Linked DNA regions of Mus musculus: region 2 is linked to region 1. A link is a contact called in public promoter capture Hi-C data. All regions are on one chromosome and are shown on one strand. Each heading gives the region's core, a stretch centred on a gene start, on an enhancer-like site or on the middle of the called end of the contact. The rest is flanking DNA. Distances are from core to core; before and after follow the strand shown.

Region 1 (3,089 bases), core at 180-2,679:
TTCCACATTATAAAAAAAGATGCAATATTTGTCTCTATAAGCTTGGCTTATTATGATGATCTCCAGCTCCATTTCTAGCAAATGATATTATATTCCCCTAACATCTGAATATCAATTGTGTTTCCATATCATATTTTCCCCCTGGATAGCCCTGGTCCTCTAGCTTCATGTAGGATTTCCTATGATGTGTCAGTTGTGGGTGGAGATGGACCCCTTCTGGAGGGTGTAAGAAGCAAATGATAGGTTTTAGCGAAAGAATGCCACATACATTATTTTATGAAGATCAGTTTTATGACCGAAATTAGTTTTTATACTTGTCTTGAATAGGTTTAAAGTACGACTTTAACTATTCTTTCTTTTTTTCACCTAGCCTTTCCCCCCATTTTATTGAAAATGGATTTTTTTTTTCGCCTCACATAACATATCCTGATTATGTTTTCCCTTCTCTCCTTCCAGTTCCTCCCCATCTGGGTCCTGCCCCGTTTTGTCTCTCGTTAGAAAACAAACAGGCTTCCAAGGGAAGAAAAGAAAAAAGAAAAAAAAAAAAAGAAAGAAAACTAGCACATCAGTGTTGAACAGAACCAACAGAAGGACAGAATGCATGAGAAGGAACAAGAATCAGAGATACACTTGTTCGCACACTCAGGCGAACACTATAAAATCCCATAAAAAACACTAGTAAACTGGAAGGCAGGCAGGCCCTGGGCATGCTGCCTTAGTCTCAAGAGTTTATAAGAGCATAGAGGGCCTTGATTCTTCGGTGTCCTCCATCCCCCTAGGTTCTTACACTCTTTCTTCCTCCTTTTCTATGGGGCCCCCTGAGTCATTTGGGGAGGGATTTGATGGAGAAGTCCCTTAGGACTGAGTATTCGCAGATGTCTTGGTCTCTGCATAATGTCTGGCTGTTTTCACGTATTAATGTGGCGACGACTATCTTATTGCTGATCCTATCTCTACTACCATCCACAAAACTGTAAAAGCAAATGGACTGTGGGCCTTCATAAGAGTTTCACAGTACCCCTATTTCTGTAAGGCTGAAATTCAAACACCTTTGGTCTAGCCCCACTCTTTAACTGAGGAGTGTAGACCTACGAGCCCCGGGCTTCCTATCTGCTTCTTATTTGCGGGTTGTAGGCTTTAGTGCAAACCAGAACAAAATCTTGGTGTTTCCATAATGTCCATAATGTAAAATAGCAAAAAAAAAAAAAAAAAAGTCAGAGGGGTAGGGAAGGGGGAAGGGAGGAGGAAGAAGGAAAAAGGAAAAAGGTGTTCTGGATATCTGGTTGGTTACTTTTTTGTTATGAAATAAAAATACTCGGGAGATTTGCTTGCCCACACCCAATATGGCGGCAGGAGAACTCGTTCCCGCCAGGTCCGCTTTCACCCAATGTGGTGGAAAGGAGCGCAGTCTCCCGGGCTTTGCCCACACTCAATATGGCGGCCAAGGGACTCGTGTGCTGTCTGTCTACTGCTCAGTTTCCGCCCATTCAACTCCCGGCGTTGAAACGTCAAGAACGTCATTCGAATTCCGTCCGTCGCGTTGCTCTGCACGTCACGGGTGGCGGGAGCGGGAAGGAGTTCGTAATTCGGTTAGTCTGCTCTGGTGAGGAAAGTGCTGTCTATCGCGCAGCTTCCATCCCTCCGTCCGAGCAGCCTCTCGGAGTCCAACCCTTCACATCTGACAGTCGTCTCTGTCCCTTCTTCGCCTCGGAGCTGCTAACTGGTCTCGAACCTCTCAGCACTTCAGCTTCTAGCGGCGATGCATGTGATCAAGCGAGGTGAGGGGTCCGTGGGGATGGGGAGGAGGAGAGGGGACCCGGCTGCGGAGAGCCCAGCGGTCACTATCGCCGGCCCGCCCGACCCGCCCGACCCGCGGCGCCTCGCCGCTTCCCGCGCTTCCCGCCGCGCTTCCCGCCCTGTCTGTCAGCTGGGCCTGTGTCTGCTCAGTCTGTCCCCATTCTCTTGACCTTTGTGTGTTCCCTTTGACTTTGACTTTGTGCTCCCTTCCAGACTCCCTCCAACCCTGTCTGAGATTGTTCCCGAGCACTGTTATTCCTTGCCGCCATCCTCAGAGGTAGCTGCTTTTGGCTCCATTTTTTTAGAAGAGGTTGCAAAGACACGAAAAAGCACCCCAACACCCCCATTCCACCCCAGCTAGTAGTTGGTGAGGTTAGAATTGAAACCCATAGCTCATAATAGCCCTGTGCCTGTCTTTCCTCATTTCTTAAACAAAATAACAGACAAAAGAACCGCGGAGTCGATGATCTGGTGTAGGAGGAAATAAGGAAAAAAAGAAAAGGCAGGACACCACATTTTTTGAACATCTGTCATTTTTCTGGTCTCTTCTGAGGTGGGAGTGTAGTATCATCTCTCCTGCCTCTGCATTTTTGTGGGGAGGTTTTTTTTTTTTTTTTTTTTTTTACATTGTTTGTTCTTGGGACAGGGTTTCTCTGACTGGCCTGGAACTTACTCTGTGTAGATCAGTCTAGCCTCAAACTCACAGAGGGCTGCCTCCTCTATCATAGGTCGATAGACAAAGACTTTTAACCCAAATAGACAAAGACTTAATCCGAGTAGACATGATTAACCACTGAGCAGTCTCTGCAGACCCCAAAGACAATCTCTTAATTGTTTTAAACAGTTTTAAAAGCTGAATATACTTGATTCTTTGGTATTGCCCGCTTAATAACTGCTAATGCTAACTGTGATTTGATTATTTAGATGGCCGCCAAGAGCGAGTTATGTTTGACAAAATTACATCACGAATCCAGAAACTCTGTTATGGACTCAACATGGACTTTGTTGATCCTGTAAGTAAATACAGTGTGTATCAGGGGTTCTTTGCATGCTATGTGATTTTATGTCACTTACCTCTAGCCCTTCACTTAACTATACTTCAGTGTTAAATGTGAATTTATTGCCTGACACTTTCCTTAATTTTGATGTGTCCTTCAAGTTCTCATTTCCTGGAGAACTCAGAACATGAACTAAGAGGGGACAGTTGATGTGACTACTGGTCAGGCATCTTGTTTATCCGTATTTAGCCACACAGTGTAGAAATTAGTTCTATTTACCGTCATCTGGAATTA
Region 2 (3,089 bases), core at 293-2,792, about 21 Mb after region 1:
AAGTCAGAATCTGGGGCGTTAGCATTCAGGAAGTTTCTGAAAACTCTGCCACCTCTTGGATGTATGATTTTGTTCTCAGTTGCTGAACTTCCTTGAGCCTAGCCTGTAAAATTCAGAGGCTGGACATTGGACACTGTAAATGATAGTAATTGTACAGTTTTAATTTTTATTATTTATGAATTTATAAATGCAATATGTCCCGTATGCCACAAGAGAAAAAGAATGCCAACCCTCCTAAGGGACTTTGTAATTTAAAATGGAATGAGGACCCTGCAACCCAGCAAGCATTCCCTTCTTTGAAAACTCGAAAAATGCACGGCTGTTGGCTTTAGGTTTCTATCTTATAAATTGGAGATATTTTTTTGCTGTTGTTTATTTGACATTTATTAGGCCCCCTGTATTGAGGCACAGATATGCCAGGCATGGTCTTAAATATTGAAATATACTCATGGATTTAATTCTTTATTCTCTGACAGCGTCTTTGGGAGAACGGAGTTACTTCCGACCTAGGAGACTGGGCTCCAGAATTTGCAAACATCAGCGGTCAACGCGGTGCCTAGTACAAGGTAAGAGTCGGACACAGCTCTTAAGATGCTGCTGGTGGTGATGATGGTCCATTCTCACCAGCAGCTTTGGAAGAGCTCAGGGTATACAGTCTGTTAGGAGAGGAGTTGGTGAGCAGCCATCACAGTGATGAGACTCGTGCGTGGGTGGAATTCGCGGTTCACCCCCTCCGCACTTTGGGGCCTCCGCCGCTTAAGCGCCCCTTCCAGACCCGCCCGGTGGGACGGTCCGCCTCCCCCTCTCTGCGGACCCACGTAGTTTCTCCTGTTCTCCGCGTAGCCTCAGGTTCCACGCCGCAAGTCACAAAGCGCCGGGTCACGTGGGCGGGCCGGTGCGCTTTGTGACGCAGACGGCCCCGCCCCCGGCCCGCCTATCGGCGCACGCCCAAGCCCCGCCTCGCGTGCGCCGCCCGTGCAGTCCCTGCTTAAGAGACCCCGGAGTGGGGGCGCTCGCCCGAAGCCAGGCCGCGTCCGCCATAGTGCCTGGCGCGGAGGTGTCGTCGGCGCAGGGTGCGGGCCGGAGAGCGCCCGGGGTTGGGGGGGCAGAACAAAAAAAAAATAATAATAATAAAGAGGGAATCCAGCGACGCCCTCGCCGCCGCCCGACCGTTTCCGGGCTTCCCGACGCGGTCGTGGGCTCAGAGGCGACAGGAGCGGGAGCAGCGCGAGGAGCAGCAAGAGGAAGAGTCGGGCAGCCTCGGTGGTGTCCCCGGGGCCAACGAAGCCGCCTTCCGGGGCCCGGGGTGGTGAGGAAGGGCCTCGCGGCCTAGCTGGGCCCCGCACCGGCTTTGTGTCAGGCGGCGGCGGGGGGGAGGCGGAGCCGAACCGGGCGGCCGCTGGAAGGCCTCTCCTCCGCCGACCGCGCGATCTCGGCCTAGGCCGCGGGCCGCTCGTGGCCTCCGGGGAGCAGGCGCCAGGGTGTGTGTGCGGTGGGGGCCTGGGCCTGGGGACGCCGACGCCGGTCGTCCGGAAGCCGGGAGGAGGCGAGAGGCCGCTCGTGGACTCCGGGCCTAGGCCCTCTCCCCGCAACCTTCTCCCGGGGCCTGGGTCACCCCCATCCACGGAGAGAGACTAGCCGGGAGGTGCGGCCGCTATGGACCCCTGACCCCGCGGGGTCATTCGGACTCTAACGTGTGGACTGACCGCTACTGACTGCACCGCCTGCCCCCGTCTCCTGCCGGCCCTTAGCATGAGCGAGTGGGACCCAGCCGGGTGACATTGTGCCGGTTGGCGGATCCTCGATTGCCCCCTTTCCTGTCTTGCTCCTCCCTCATGAAGCGATTCTGAGTACGGGGGGTTCCGGATTATTGTTCTCACGGACCCCCGCTTGTGGTTGGGGGGGTATTTAATCTGAGGCCTTAGGGTCCTTCGTTGTCTTTTGAGTGTTTTGTGTGTGTACATATTTTGCTCTTAAGTTTATAAATATACATATATTGAGAGTGTCCACGTCTCCTCGCTGAACCTTAGGAATCTTTTGCCACAATGTCCTGTGTGCACTATAAATTTTCCTCTAAACTCAACTACGACACCGTCACTTTTGATGGGCTCCATATCTCCCTCTGCGATTTAAAGAAGCAGATTATGGGGAGAGAAAAGCTGAAAGCTGCCGATAGCGATCTGCAGATCACCAACGCACAGACGAAAGAAGGTAAGAGGCACACGGGCCGCAGATATTTATTGGGGGGAGGGGGGGGCGTCAAGGTTGGTATTTTAAGTTTCTTGTTTCAGGCTTGAACTCCATTCTTACCCGTTGTCATACACAGAGTTTCATTGATAGCCAAGGATTGCAGCACCCGACCTTGGAGTTTAACTGGCCTTCTGAATGCTGGGATCTGTCTTACCTAGCAGGCTGGTTTTCAAAATGGGGCCCCACCTCCTCCTTAATTAAAGTTTTTTAAACAGTGGGATTGGGTTGAAAAGAGAAAAGGGTTGCTACCTGAGTCTGTTGGGTGTTTGCCTTGTGGCCTTTCCCTAACTTGTTTTTCCATCAGGAGAGGAAAGCCTGTGTAAGGTTTCCTATTGGTTAAAGCAGCAGTAGATATAACTTGTTGGCTAATCTAGCAGCGTTTTGAAGCTGATAGCAATTGTCCACTGGCCTTTTATTTATTTATACGGGGTTGCTTGTAGAAAAGGTATTTTTGAGGATTTAGTTAGTGCTGGAATTGGTTTTGTATTTAAAAAAATGTTCTGAGGTGAACACTCTGAGGTGTAATTCCAGAATTAGTGATATTTACTCAAAAGTTATATTCTGTAGCCCAGACTGGCCTCCAACCCCAACAACCCCTTTTGAGCTTCCCAAGTGTGGGGAATGCAGGTGTTAGACCACACTTAACTGTTAAGCAGTTCAGAAAAGTTTCAAAGTGCAAGGCCCTGGGCTCTTCATCCGACACCACCAAAATATATGTGTGTGTGTTTTTCTAAAAAGAATGCTACCATGTGTGAATGTAAGTAAGCCACTGGTTATAAAATTTGAGCTCTTCATTTTAAAAGTAATTGGGTCTAGGTCCCATCTGTCTGTCTGTCTCT

The links. Promoter capture Hi-C pulls out the DNA fragments that hold promoters and counts their contacts.
Region 2: a promoter capture Hi-C map of pre-B cells shows a contact between it and region 1. The contact joins the promoter of 4930413G21Rik here to the promoter of Rrm1 in region 1. A contact is called at or near these places in 3 of 39 promoter capture datasets (frontonasal cranial neural crest, maxillary cranial neural crest and pre-B cells).

What each region holds. Positions count from the first base shown.
Region 1 is chr7:102,440,266-102,443,354 of GRCm38.p6, forward strand. Rrm1 (ribonucleotide reductase M1) reads left to right here and starts at 1,430. Exons shown (of 19, transcript NM_009103.3): 1 at 1,430-1,778; 2 at 2,722-2,810. The coding sequence starts at 1,760.
Region 2 is chr7:122,968,917-122,972,005 of GRCm38.p6, forward strand. 4930413G21Rik (RIKEN cDNA 4930413G21 gene) reads right to left here and starts at 1,543. Exons shown (of 1, transcript NR_045614.1): 1 at 142-1,543. Rbbp6 (retinoblastoma binding protein 6, ubiquitin ligase) reads left to right here and starts at 1,648. Exons shown (of 18, transcript NM_011247.2): 1 at 1,648-2,211. The coding sequence starts at 2,046.